5 separate regions of the Sus scrofa genome follow, and regions 1, 2, 4 and 5 are each linked to region 3. The links are chromatin contacts, called in public Hi-C, HiChIP or PLAC-seq and promoter capture Hi-C maps. All regions are on one chromosome and are shown on one strand. Each heading gives the region's core, a stretch centred on a gene start, on an enhancer-like site or on the middle of the called end of the contact. The rest is flanking DNA. Distances are from core to core; before and after follow the strand shown. Region 1 holds the start of TMEM39A (transmembrane protein 39A). Region 2 holds the start of GTF2E1 (general transcription factor IIE subunit 1). Region 3 holds the start of GSK3B (glycogen synthase kinase 3 beta). Region 4 holds the start of ADPRH (ADP-ribosylarginine hydrolase). Region 5 holds the start of TIMMDC1 (complex I assembly factor TIMMDC1, mitochondrial).

Region 1 (2,700 bases), core at 47-2,546, 660 kb after region 3:
GAATTAACAGAGCAAATATGAAAAGAAATGTACCATAAGCCTACAGGTGAATACAATGAAAATATATGGTGATCTATGTTGCATGAATTAAAGTATAAGAATGCTTGGGGCATAGTTCCTGTAGTCGTGGCACAGCAGAAAGGAATCCAACTAGGAACCAAGAGGTCTGGAGTTGCCATGAGCTGTGGTGTAGGTTGCAGAGAAGGCTCCGATTTCTAGTTGCTATGGCTGTGGCGTAGACCTGCAGCTCTAGCTCTGATTGGGCCCCTAGCCTGGGAACCTCCATATGTCAGGGATGTGGCCTTAAAAAAAAAAAAAAAAAAAAAAAATACACGGGGGAAAAAGAATATTTAGAAATATCACTAGCTTTAGTTTTGATATTGGTTATTCTGGCTCTAAAATTTGGTTCTGTCATTGATTAGCTGGGTTATATTAACTGGGTATCAGCAAATTATTTTTTCTTACTTTTAGTTTTCTCTATAAAATAATACCAAAACGTTAAGAGATTTAAATGAAATATGTAAAGCTACCAGTCTAGTGTCTGGCACCAAACAAATCTCTCAGTGAAGGTTAACTAATCATATACTGGACATAAAGGGCTTTCCCTATGTGCTTAAAATCTGCAGAGCAAGATTCAAGTGCTCCTCTTGACACTCTTACTCTTCTTCTAACATCAGATTACTGACAGTTTCTGAATTCCGCATGATGTCCCTCACTTTCTTACCTTTTTAATCTGCCACTTCCTTTACTAAATTATTCTCCCATAAACTGCCTATTCATTCTTGCAGTCTTGGCTTTAAACCCCAAGCTCTGTGAAGATTTTCTTGGTATTGGGAGCACTATATTCCAGAGATTATTACCCTGTCTTGCATGCCATCTCTGAACCTTGGGTGTACTTTTAAAGTTGCATTTATTATGATAAATTTTAACTACTGTGTTTTCCTGGTGTCTTGTTTTTTCCACTAGACTGTGAACTCTTTGTGATCTTCACTTTTGTAACTCCAGCATCTAGCCCTTTTTTTAACATAAAATACGCGCACGGTTGGTTGCTGAAGCACGACTTGGCGTCTTCGGCTCCTTTACTTTAGCAGTTAAGTCTCCCAACATCCCCCAGTAAAACGGGGGCAATAAACTTGAACACGGTTGTTACTCGGAGACTGAGATAACAGGAAGGACCCCTAGCTTCCGAGGGCTTGGTGACAGGTCTGGGAAGGAAATACGTGGGCCAGCACAGGCGAGCAAGGCGGGGCCGCGAGCCCAGCAGAAAAGGCGAGTCTCACTGCGCAGGTGCACGCCCGGGGAGGTGGAGAGCTCGCTCCCCTGGCTCCGGTGCAGTTCCGGGGGCCAACTCGCTGCTGGGGCGGCTGTCCGTCGCGAAGCTGACGTCATCGCTGTGCGCTGCCACGTCTGCTCAGCTCCGCGGTAATGGAGGCTGAGGATGGTTGCTGACGGGGCCGGGCTCTACTTCTAGCTTTAGCTCTGGCTCTGACTCTGGCATTGACTCGGAGTCTGGGTCTGGCAGCCCGAAGCCTGGACACCCTTCTTCGACTCTCCTGGAGCGGACGGTCTGCAAACAAGCAGCTGGTTTGGAGTTCCTCAACGTGGGCAGGGTGTTCTCTTGCTTGGGGTCTAGCCTGCAAAGCAGCCGCCTCTTCCCAGGGATCCCGCCCCACTGGCCGGGCCTTCTCCATGCGTGAGTATTACCGAGCTGCCGCGCTGTCCGATTGTCCTGGGCCTGCTTCGGCCCTCCGGGTTGCGCAGCGGGGACCGCTTTGTGGCCCCCTGTTAAGGGCCAGTCTGTTGAAGTTTGTGGTCTCTTGCCGCCCCCCGCCCCCACCTGATCCTCTTGCCTCTCTTCTGTCCCAATTTTTTGTCCCTCACTTTTATTTCCTTTGCACGTTAATTGAGCAAAGACCAGCAGCCCCTCCATCCAACGGTTTGAAAACTTTGTCGCACCTGGCGTTTGTTAGTCTGCAGCCGAAAGCTGTTTGGAAGAAGAAACATAGGATTCTACTGTAACGTTTTGAAAACAAGGGATTTTCCACGATGTCCTTCTTCAGTTTTTAAATTGTATTGTTTAGGAAACAGTTTTGGTATCTATATTTGCTATAGATAGTTGCAAGCACAGTTTCTTTTCAGTTAGGGTCTTTATGTATTACTGATCTTTTAATCCTACAGTTTCAGTAATTTTTAGATGATTTACATCAGTTTTCTGGAGTGGGCATCTTCTTGAACTTTTTTCAGTATTTTCATTCTAACATATGGAGATACCACTTGAACAGCTTTACATTTAAAGACTTAAAAGACCTTCTGAAGTATTTTCACCCATCTTTGTCAGTCCTGATAGCAACCTCTGTAGGACAAGGAACGCCTTTTTTTTTCCTAATGAGGAAACTCAGGGGTTAAATACCTCAAAGACTGATAATATGTGACAGCTGATCTCAGAATCCAGATCCCCTTGGTAACAAAACCTTACATTTTGGACAGTGCTGATTCTTCTGTATTTCACAAGGCCTACTGCAAAATAGTGCATATGAATTGGAAATGTATATGTGTGGTGTTTTTTGTAAACTTCTACTTGGTTGTAATATCTTCCGTGTGAAACAAGTCAAATTACAGAAGATACAAATTGTGACTTCCCTAATGCTGAACAGAGCTTAGGTTAGAACTTAGGCTCTGAGCCATTGGAATCTGAGTAGT
Region 2 (2,700 bases), core at 88-2,587, 530 kb before region 3:
TTATCAGTCCATCAGTCACCTATCAGTCTCACCTACAACCCTACCCTACCTAACCCAGACCCCTGAAAGCAAGTTGCTTTTGTTTTTAAACCATATGTATTCTAATCACACAAACACCAGGCAGAGTTGTAAGAACAAAGTTGAAAGTGAATGCACTCTCTGTACTGGGTCTAGGCTCCTCAGCCTCATCTGCAGCCACAATGGCATTCTCTCAATTCCAGGAGCCACACATGCTCTCTGCTTCCAAGCCTTTACACACGCCCCCACAACAAAGGCCGAAGTCCCTTCTCCTAATCATTTTTCACATCTCAAATGACATTTCCTCAGAGACACCTTCTCAGATTCTCCCTAGCAGTTTAGAATCATCCCCCTTTCACATGCTCCCATAGCTCTTTCCCCTTCTTGGTGGCAGTGAATAGTTATACTTTCTCAATGTCTACATCGGAGACAAGGGTCTTAATCTTGTTCACCACTGATTTTCCAGTATGGATAACAGCTGGTCAAGTATTTCCATAAAACTTTCAATAGGTCTCCTCAGCACGTGTTCTTCAAACATGCCCACCCTGTTAGCCCTCACCTCCCCCCATTCACTTTCCCCACTGCAGCTTCCAGAGTAAAGAAAGGTAGGGTATTGAAAACCCTCTTCTTAAACTTCAAATGGTTTTAAGCAGGAGGTGACAGCACCAAATTAGCGATTTTAAAGGATTCTGCTGACTGCAAACTGCAAAATGAAGGGAAAGAAGAAGTGGACGTGGGGAGTTCTGTTAGATTTCGATATATTACTATTCCAAATCTGGAATAACGTGGATTCTATACATCCACCTGGTTTTTCTCAGTTAGCCACACTTCACGATAGTCTCCACGGCTTCATACATAAAGTGGCATTATCACCGCGAAACCTCTGGACCAGCCCCGTTCCCAAATGTTCGTTTCCGCCCCACTGTGACAACCACGACGCCCTAAATTCCCTCGGACTCTGCCAGCTGAGTCCAGAGGCCACACTTGACGCAGCCAAGCCAGTCCTACCCGAGGTCGCACATGGGCCGCTCCGGGGTCAATGGTTCTTTGGAGGACCAAGCAGAGAACCGACTCAAAAGAGTAAGGGGGAGGAGGACAGCTAAGGAAAAAGCAACGAAGACACCCTGAAAGGCGACGTCGAACCAGGGAACCGAGGACAAGGAACAGGGAACAAGGTTTACCAAAGCGAATCCTCGTACACTCCCACTACAGCTTCCCTCTGCGCCTCAACTACCGGCTTAAACGAGCCACGCCACTTATGCGACAAAGAAAACGCCATATTCCTGCGACCAGTTTTAGAAACCACCCGCTACTTTTAACCAGGCAGGCCAATCAGCACGGTGAGGCCTTCAATCAAATCAGTCACATTCCGATTGGCCAATGGCATTGAAGACTCGGCCCTCCATACCCAGCTCTGATTGGTCTTCAATCCCGGAATAGGCGTTAACCTCAGGAAGGAGCTGGCAAGATGGCGTCCCTGGATCGGGTGAAAGTACTGGTGTTGGGAGACTCAGGTGAGCCGCTTAACCCACCTTTGGGGCTCCCGACACTTTTGAGTTATATGAAAATCCTCCCCTTTCACTCCCTCTCCACCCATCTGCGGATGAACTGACTCTGGCGGGGGGCTGACATCCCTCTCAAGGCCCAAAGACTACACTTCCCAGAGGACTTTGCTCTGTTTAAGCGAGCCGCGGCTTCGCAAGTGTTGGGGGCGCGGAGCCCGGGCCTTTCTCTGTTTTTTTTAGGTTTTTACATCTGTCTACCAGATGACCGCAGCTTAGTGATCCTTTGTTTTAAAACATATGCGGATACTGAGTGTGGTATTAGACGCCGTGCTGAGACAAAGTTAGGACCTTTCCTTTAAGAGATTTTGTTAATTAAGGAAATCAAACGTGCGCTTAGGAAACTGTACCAGGTGCTTTGCATATATTGACTCAATCCTGAGATCAGGCCCGTTATCCCATTTTACAGATGAGAAAAGAGAGGCGGAGGGCTGTAAATGACAGAACTGGTTTGAACCGAGAGCCTGTGTGCTTAAAACACTAACCTATATTATTTAGTGAAATAGCAGGTAGTAGTAATCTTTTACGCTCAACTGGGCTTCTTGTTTTCTTTATTCTCTTTAATCTTTTCTTCTTTTTTTTTTTTTTTTTTTTGCTTTTTAGGGCCACACCCAGAGTATATGGAGGTTCCCCGGGCTAGGGGTCCAATCGATCGGAGCTACAGCTGCCGGCTCACACCACAGCCACGCCAAATCCCAGCCAGGTCTGCGATCTACACCACAGCTCATGGCTCCAAACATCTGACACAATGTCTATCAGAGCAAATATCCAAAAGTCAACTCCAGAAAAGCATATCTATGAAATGCAAAGTTACCATTTATTCCAAGTTTTTAAAGAGCTTAGGAATGGAGATAATGAGAAACAGAATGAGAGTGAAGTGGAAAGGGGGAAATGAAAACTTCAGTTCCAGTTGTCAAGTGTCCAAGGTGTCAAAATAATTTTAACACTAGGAGTAAACTGGGCTTAGCATTAAGATGAGTATGACCCTCATCTTAATTTTTCTATTTCTTACAACCCAGCACATAAGAGGTTTTCAATTAAGATTAAAGAGAACAGGAGTTCCCCTCATGGAGCAGTGGAAAGAATCTGACTAGGAATCGAGGTTGCAGGTTCCATCCCT
Region 3 (2,700 bases), core at 191-2,690:
CAGTTCTTAACTCTTCAAGCTTTTTCGTGAGAGCCGGCGACTCTGATTGGCCGCTGCTGCCATTGTCGAATTTCTCCTCCAGCCAGCCACAGTATCACTCCAACCCATCTTCTTCTCGGTCGGCTATCTTCGGCACTTTCCGCCCTTGGGCGTGATTTCCAGTGGTACTTTCTAATTGGCTCCTCTGGCCGATCGGCTTTTTCCGGGAGGAGCCGCAAACAAACGACGTCCGTGATTGGCTCCGCTCGGGCTTCGGCTCCCCTGCCGAAGGGGGCGGGCGCCGGGCTCGGCCGGCAATTCTCAGACGCCTGTTACGCGGGCGGAGGGGCGCTGGGCGGTGTAAGGCTGGGTGGGGGAGGAAGGAGGCGGAGGACGAGTAGGAGGGGGGAGGGGTTGGGGAAGAGCTAGGCGGCTGCGCAGACGGCACTCCTCACACAGAACAGCCCCCGACCCGGGCGAATGCGGGCTTTCGCTGCTGCTGCCGCCGCCGCTGCCGCCGCCGCCGCCGCCGCCGCCGCCGCCGCCCGGGCCCGAGTGACAAAGGAAGGAAGGAAGCGAGGAGGAGCCGGCCCCGCAGCCACTGACAGGGCTTCGGGCTGGGGGCAAAGCGCGGACACTTCCTGAGCGAGACCGAGCAGAGGCGAGGGGCGGGAGGGAGGGCGGTCGCGCCGGTGCCGTGGACGGGGGAGGGGGCCCCGAGGGACGGAAGCGGTTGCCGGGTTCCCATGTCCCCGGCGTATGGGGAGCAGTCGAGGAGCCGCTGCCTGGGGTCTGAAGGGAGCTGCCTCCGCCACCGCCGCCGCCATGGCCGCTGGATCCAGCCGCCGCCTGCAGCTGCTCCTGGCGCAATGAGGAGAGGAGCCGCCGCCACCGCCCGCCTCTGACTGACTCGCGACTCCGCCGCCTTCCAGTTCGCCGGGCCCCAGCCGTCAGCCCGCCGGATCCCGCCGCTGCCGGAGCCGCAGCGTTTCCCGTCGCATCTCCGAGCCACCCCCTCCCGCTCCCTCCCTCCTTCCCATCCCCCCTTCTTTTCAAGCGTGAGACTCGTGATCCTTCCGCCGCTTCCCTTCTTCATTGACTCGGAAAAAAAATCCCTGAGGAAAATATAATATTCAAAGTACTTATTTTCAATCAAGTATTTGCCCCCGTTTCACGTGATACATATTTTTTAGGACCTCCCACCCATTTCTACCCTCCAAGGAAAGGGAGGGGAGAGAATTGTATTTTTTTTTTCCCCAGTCCCAGATCATCTATATGTTAAATATCCGTACTGATCTGTCTTCAAGGAGAAATACATCGCTCGCATTTTTTTGTCGCTATACAAAAGGAGTGAAGAGCCAAGAGGACGAAGTCTTTTTTTTTTTCCTGTGGGAGAACTTAATGCTGCGTTTATCATTAACCTAACACCCCAACATAAAACAAAAGGAAGAAGAGGAGGAAGGAAGGAAAAGAAGGTGATTCGGGAAGACAGTGATCATGTCAGGGCGGCCCAGAACCACCTCCTTTGCGGAGAGCTGCAAGCCAGTGCAGCAGCCTTCAGCTTTTGGCAGCATGAAAGTTAGCAGTGAGTATTGATTTTATTTTACACTCTTTCTCCACCTCACCCTTTAAATAAGAGACTTTGAAATACCAGGATCTTAAAATATGATGTCTGATATAACAATCAGAGATAATGGAAAAGGGCAGAAACCTGTCTTCTGTCAAGGATGAGGCAGCTCCCTCTTTTCTCCTCCCATACTCCCTCCCCCGGTCTCATTAACCTTGAATAGAGGGAATATGATTTTTATTTGGATGATTTGACTTGAAATATTTCTTATAGTTTTCTTGCCAGCTTTATCAAGCGGTTGACTTATTTCCATCTTAAAATAGTGATGGAAGTGTTTACTTGGCTCATTCTCATGAATAAAGCGAAGGACAAGATTCATAAACCATTATGTGCTTTTGCAGTGTGTCTTTAGGAACAAGGGATAGTTAGCTCAGATCTCAGGGGTTATCATAGTTTTGTACACTTAATAGAGGAGCTAAATGTCACAGTCTCTTAACAGTTCTTTCTTGCCTTTGTGACTGTACAACGCATTTGTTCTTAATCCAGAGATGAACTTGCTCAGTGACCACTTTCACATTTCCAGGCAAGCATTGATTCCTCCTCTTAGAAGGGACCCGTGAGGTTGATACTCAGTAGCAGTAGTATCTCAACATGCATTGTTTTAAGTCTACCACTATAGAGTTAATATTTAATCAAAAGGTAACTTGGAAGTAGGTCCTGGTTTTGATCGAGATTTGTATTGTCATGTTGTCAGATACTGAGTTGAATGTTAACTGTCACTGACCCTCCATATATCAGTTTTGGGGATGCCATTGCATTCCATACATGCTAAATGATGTAAAGTTCAGGGGTCCCTTCTTAAGACTGTTTAAAATACTCTTGCATTGGTTTTCTTTAGGTAAGACTATCCAGTTAGAGGAATATGGATTTAGACCTTTTCATCATAGGTTTTGCAGAATGCTGTGGTCCTGGATATAATAGGGTATAATTTGGGCTCTGTTCAGGGTTATTACTAGACTGGACCCTCTTGCTAGATTTGTGCAGAAAAGTCTAGTTGAGTGGTACACTAAGTGTCAGATGTTCCTGTGTATCTCTGTTTATGTGGAATTTAAAGAGTTTATTTAAACGTACTTTCAGAATTTGACAAAAATATC
Region 4 (2,748 bases), core at 103-2,602, 540 kb after region 3:
TCTATTTCCTGTAGCACCCAGTCTGGAAGCCCTTCACCATCTGCCCCCACTCTACCATCCACACCATTTGCACAGGCCAAGCAAACACTTTTTTAAAGACTGGTGGACTAGTTCATCCTCCCCTCAGCTCAAGCTCTTTTCCCCTCCTCTTACCTAAAGCCTATTTACTCAGGGTTAAGTTCAAGTTCTTAGGCTTCCAGGAGTCCTTCTCCAGGTGCACTGCCGTGGGCCAGGGCATGAAGGCTGGCAAGCAACTGAGAAGAGTGAAAGATGAAGACAGACTGAGCGGACCATTACCGAGTTACTGATCATGCTTAACTTCTTGGCTCACAGAAGTTATTTGTAAAACATTACATATTTTATTGTTTATAAATGATGGCTAGAATCTGGAGTTCTGGGCTAACAGTCTCGGCTCTGCCCAGAATCAGGTGTGTGATTGTATAGCAGCCACCCATCCTGGATTAGATTTTCTCACCGGTAAACTGGATTGTGGGGGAGGAGGAGCGCTATAGATGCAGCCTGGGCTCCTGTCCAGCGTTGCGAGCTTCAGAGACCAAGCTTAGCTGGTTTAGGAAGACCAGCTTTTAACCCCCTGTACCCTCTCTACCAAAGCCCTCAACTTCCTTTTCGTGAGTTGCCAGCAGGGCTGGGGACGATGACCATGTATTTCTTTCTGAAGGAAATTTTCCTCTAGCTTTTACGTACTGCTCTGGCCTCCCGCTCTCAGGATGCTGTTATTCTTTAAACTCCTCTAACTTTTAGTTTACAGTCTCATCCCCGAACTACAAGTTCAAAACTGCGGTCTGGGCAGCAGCTTCCGGACAGTCCGCAGCTTTTTTGAGGGGTGGGGTGCCTGGGAGTGGGAGACACGCCCGGCCCCTACAGGAGGTGGAGGTGGCTCCCCGGCTACCGCGGGGGACGAGCGCACATGAGGGAGGCGGACGGGTGTAACGGGTCGCCGGGGGCGCGGGGACCTGGCGAGAAGGGTGGGGAGCGGGGAGGACCGGGTCGCAGCGAGAAGAAGAGCGCGCAGGCGCTGGGGCTGCCGGCGGGGAGGGTACCTGGCGGCCTTGGTAAGAGCAGGGAGCTCGGGCCCGGGCGCCCGGAGGTCACGGCGCGGGGAGGGCCCCGCCCCGAGCCGAGCCGAGCCGAGCCGAGCCGAGCGTGGGGAATCCGGGTGGAGCGCGCCGCCGAGTTCGGGGACCGCGCTCGGGTTCGGCTGACCTGGGCCAGTTTCCGGCGCTTGCAGCTGCGCCGGGCTCGGCTTGAGCGAGTCGCGGGGGCCCCTAGCGCCGGGTCAGGGCGGCGAGACCTGCGCCTCCCACCCCCTTCGGCTTCCGAGGCACCGCGAAATGGCGGGGCTCCGGCCCCCGCTCTCGTGAGACTGTTGGGCACTCTCGTGTGACCTCGGGTGGAGGCCTCAGCCTCTGCTGGCATCGCGCCGCTGGGAAGACGTTACCTCGCGGCGCCTTTGTCACGCTTCTGGGTCTCGCACCCTTAAATTGGGACAATAATAGTACCTGTCTCTTAGGGTGGTGGTTAGGGTTGAATTAAGTAATTTTAACTCTGTCGTTTATTTGGTAGCAGAATAGGACTTTTTCATTCTGATAGTAAATAAAAGCAAAGAAAAAAGTATTTTGTCTGAATAAATTAATGTCACCTTAAAAGAATCACCATATGTAGAAATTCTATGGCCTTCCCCATAATTTTAGTTTGCTATGCTGTATCTTTTTCGCTGCAGACATTAAATACCTGCTGTGTACCAGATGGATGCTAGGCCCTGACAGAACCCTGCCTTCATGGAGTAGACCCAGCCAAATGATCTCATTTTAGGCTGTTGACTTACGGTTTTTGTTCTTAAATAAAAAAATTTTTATGATAAAAATAATGCACACTTCCAGCAGAAAAGCTGTGAAAACTTATAAGAATATCTCATAAAAAATACCCTCATGGGTTCACAAAATAAATGTTCCTGGATTTCTTTGAAGAGTTGTTTTCCAAAGCAGAAAATTAGAATAACCTCAGAATGTTTACAGGGGAGAATGAGATTTCTTCTCCTAAGTTATGGCATAATTACGGAACTTTTCAAAAAAGGTAGACATTTAAATCAATAGGCTTTGGATAAATAATCAGGCTTACAAGGGAAAAGTTTGAAAACATTTCATTAAGTAAAAAAAAAAAATCAAGTTTTAGAATGAAGAATATATTTATGTGAAAAAAACTCTGTGCGTGTGTGTAAATTGACAAAGGATACACAGCCAATTGTTAATAACAGTTATGATTACCTTTCAGGGAGAGTTTGCAGGGAATAGGGAGAGAAATAAGGGGAAACATAATCTTTCACAGTAAGAATTTTTATGTTATGTGTAGAAAGAAATTTTAGAAGAAATAGAAACCACCCACATTACACCACTCCCACTGTAAATACTTAGTCTTTATATTATGCACATTTTAAAAAAATCAGATCATTTCGTATATACAATTTTAGATCCTTTTTAACCACTGAGCTTTCACATTGTAAGCATTTCACTCCGTCATTTGTAATAGTATTATTACTATAATTGAATCCAAATGTTCAGATAAGGTAATGCCTCTAGGATTAATTCCCTTTCACACTGATACAAAGAAATATGAGACCTGATATTCAGTTCACCTCCAACTACACCATGGCCAAGGCTGGTTCAAAAGAAGGAAACAGAAGCAGAGATAATCAAAAAAACAGGGGACTAAACAAATCTTTGCCACTCC
Region 5 (2,700 bases), core at 120-2,619, 620 kb after region 3:
CTTCACAAATATCTCAAATAAATTTTGGAAGGACCAATAAGAAGGGCGGCTTATCTTTAAAACAAAGATGATGAAACCTAAATAAAGTAATTAATACAATTCCACCAGCTCCCCTGCCTGAACTATCTCAGCAACATAATAAAGCTTCGACGTTAATTTAACCAATGTTGATAACACAGTATAGTATATAGTAAAGTACTTCATAAAAGGGCAAACTTTTTACCAGTAATTGATGAACGAAACAATGATGAAATTAATTATCGTGAGTTTTCCATTAAAGTTAATTCAATTTAAAGGGTTATTTCTTTTATTCTGAAACATCCTTATTTGTGAATCCAGCTAATTTCTTTATAAAATGATGAGACAATAGTTGCTACTATTTTTTATATATTCCTTATTTAGCAGAATAAAAATTTTACAACTCTTTCTGCTATCTCTGAACTTCCATTTTTGCGCCGGGGAGGAGGGCTATTGGTCATAAACTATCAAAATTTGGGATCAAGTTATATAAGAAAAGGAATATTGCAGTCCTGCAGATGTGGGTTCTCGCGTCACCAAGTACCTTGGCCCAATTCTTCTAATCTGTAAAATCGAGGTAATTACACTAAGACTCTACTCCCTAAATATCCCTAAAAGCTCTGACATTCAATGAGGCTCACCTTTACCACCTGAAAACCGGCCTGTCAATCATAAGAACCACCTAGCCGCTATGTTAGGATACAAGCTTGGAGTACAAGCACTAGAACCCAAAATTCCGTTTAAAAATAAATCACACCACCCTGGGGTCCTTCATCCCGGATGACCCAGGTTTCAGGTCACCTCCTTCGTAGCCCCTCCCCACAGACCGTAGGCACTTTTACTCTTTGACAAACAGCTCCCGGAGTCGGTCCCATCCGGATTCCGGGTATCGGGCTTCCGGGACGCAGGAAGGCAGCTTAAGGTCCTCCGCAAGACCCTTGGAATCGGTGGCCACAGCTCCAGCAGCAAAGACCCGAGGGAAAGGATTCAGCGCCCTGCAGAGCAAGCTCCGTGGAGCCGGCGGCCGCACCTCCATGGTCTCCTCAGAACCTGCCGGACAGCTTGGGCGCTCAGGGCCCCAAGGTCTCCGGGAGGCGCCGTGGGAGAAGAGCGAAGATAACTGCAAGAATAAGTGACGAATACTGGTACACTACGCTCTAGCAAATTCGCGGCCGTAGCGGTAGCCACACACCGTGACAGACCTGCACTCCCAGACTAACCTCACTTTGGAAGCCCTTGGACACACGAGACAGGAAGTCCCGCCCCAACCAGGGCAAAGGCTACTGGGCTGGGCGAGGGCGGAGCCGGAGCCGGAAGCACTTCCGGTTTGAGGTGGGACGGATCTTAGAGGTGGCAAGCTGACTCGCCGGAAGTGAGCTGGCGGCGTGTAACAGCTCTCTGCACCGTCTGGCCCCCGCCTCCTGCGCCAGTGAAACTGTGTGGGGCAGTTTCCAGGCAACCAGACCGGGTCATTAGCTGAAGTAGGTTAGCGTATTTTATTTTTTATGTAATTTTTATTTTTCCATTATAGTTGATTTACAGTGTTCTGACAATTTCTAGTGTAAAGCATAATTACCCAGTCATACATAGGCTTTTTCTCACATTATCCTCTATGATGTTCCATCACAAGTGACTCGATACAGTTCCCTGTGCTATATAGCAGGATCTCATTGCTTATCTACTCCAAATGCAATAGTTTGAAGTTAGCTTATTTTAAAAAGCAGGAATGTAGATGAAGAAAGTGCAGTGTTCAACACAAATGGGGTACAGAAAGGGGAAGGCAGTTTGCAGAACTACAAGCCCAACCCACCCTGTCATAGCTCGGGAAACCTCTGAGGTTGGGCGAGGTCTATTCTCGATTTCAGAAAGTTAGGAGGCTTTTAAGAGGGGTCTTGTTGCCAGTTACACCCAGATTTCCAGAACATTTTTATGTAGAAGAATCGGTTCAGGGCTTCACAAGATGGGTTTTATTCACCTTGGTTCATATAACTACTCTTTCTTAAAAGGCAGGACACTTTCTCTCAGATGTTTGCTTGGTAGTCCAGCAATAATTTCCTGTCACTACAGCCTCTGCTATCATATGCTTCAAAGTATAATTTTATTAAAATGCACGCTTATGAAGGAATTCCCACTGTGGCACAACAGGATCCGCGGTGTCTTGGCAGCACTTGGGAGCCTGGTTCTATCCCTGCCTGGTTCCTTAGCTATGGTTTAGGTACTCGGATCTGATCCCCAGCCCTGGAACCCCATATGCCACCTCGGCCAAAAACAACAACAAAAACAAGACAGCTCGCATGTTAAGTATTTTTAAACTGATTTGTGTTTCTTTTTTTTTTTTTTTTTTTGCCTTTTTTTAGGGCTGCATCTGCAGCATATGTTAGTTCCCAGACTAGGGGTCAAATCCAAGCTACAGCTGCTGGCTTAAGCCACAGCCACTGCAACGAAGGATCCGAGCCAGGTCTTCGACCTACACTACAAGGCAGGGCAATGCAGGATCACCAACACTGAGCCAGGCCAGGGGTAGAACCACATCCTCATGGATCCTAATTGGGTCCGTTAACCCCTGAGACATGAAGGGAACTCCTGATTTGTGTAATTTCATCTGATCTTTGCTAGGAATCATACACATTGTCTTCGCCAATTCCTACCCATCATTTATTCCTTTCTAGGAATAATTCAAAA

Evidence for each region. Promoter capture Hi-C pulls out the DNA fragments that hold promoters and counts their contacts. A called contact is a pair of places that touch in the nucleus more often than the background predicts. HiChIP or PLAC-seq counts read pairs in DNA pulled down with a chosen protein or histone mark.
Region 1: a promoter capture Hi-C map of fetal liver shows a contact between it and region 3, with 2.8 times the contacts expected there. The contact joins the promoter of TMEM39A here to the promoter of GSK3B in region 3. A contact is called at or near these places in 1 of 5 promoter capture datasets (fetal liver), 2 of 47 Hi-C or Micro-C datasets (heart right ventricle and skeletal muscle) and 1 of 2 datasets of contacts at active chromatin or transcription factors (alveolar macrophages).
Region 2: a contact with region 3 is called in an H3K27ac HiChIP or PLAC-seq map of alveolar macrophages. The contact joins the promoter of GTF2E1 here to the promoter of GSK3B in region 3. A contact is called at or near these places in 3 of 47 Hi-C or Micro-C datasets (heart right ventricle, liver and skeletal muscle) and 1 of 2 datasets of contacts at active chromatin or transcription factors (alveolar macrophages).
Region 4: an H3K27ac HiChIP or PLAC-seq map of alveolar macrophages shows a contact between it and region 3. The contact joins the promoter of ADPRH here to the promoter of GSK3B in region 3. A contact is called at or near these places in 2 of 2 datasets of contacts at active chromatin or transcription factors (alveolar macrophages and skeletal muscle).
Region 5: a contact with region 3 is called in a Hi-C map of liver, with 4 times the contacts expected there. The contact joins the promoter of TIMMDC1 here to the promoter of GSK3B in region 3. A contact is called at or near these places in 5 of 47 Hi-C or Micro-C datasets (embryonic fibroblasts, heart right ventricle, liver and 2 more) and 2 of 2 datasets of contacts at active chromatin or transcription factors (alveolar macrophages and skeletal muscle).

The regions. Positions count from the first base shown.
Region 1 is chr13:140,795,802-140,798,501 of Sscrofa11.1, forward strand. TMEM39A (transmembrane protein 39A) reads left to right here and starts at 1,297. Exons shown (of 9, transcript XM_003132656.6): 1 at 1,297-1,693.
Region 2 is chr13:139,608,146-139,610,845 of Sscrofa11.1, forward strand. GTF2E1 (general transcription factor IIE subunit 1) reads right to left here and starts at 1,338. Exons shown (of 5, transcript XM_021070303.1): 1 at 1,200-1,338. RABL3 (rab-like protein 3) reads left to right here and starts at 1,019. Exons shown (of 8, transcript XM_021070305.1): 1 at 1,019-1,532. The coding sequence starts at 1,487.
Region 3 is chr13:140,135,726-140,138,425 of Sscrofa11.1, forward strand. GSK3B (glycogen synthase kinase 3 beta) reads left to right here and starts at 1,441. Exons shown (of 11, transcript NM_001128443.1): 1 at 1,441-1,564. The coding sequence starts at 1,477.
Region 4 is chr13:140,679,912-140,682,659 of Sscrofa11.1, forward strand. ADPRH (ADP-ribosylarginine hydrolase) reads right to left here and starts at 1,353. Exons shown (of 5, transcript NM_001244347.1): 1 at 1,062-1,353; 2 at 154-254.
Region 5 is chr13:140,757,329-140,760,028 of Sscrofa11.1, forward strand. TIMMDC1 (complex I assembly factor TIMMDC1, mitochondrial) reads right to left here and starts at 1,370. Exons shown (of 8, transcript XM_021070323.1): 1 at 1,239-1,370; 2 at 861-1,138. The coding sequence starts at 1,054.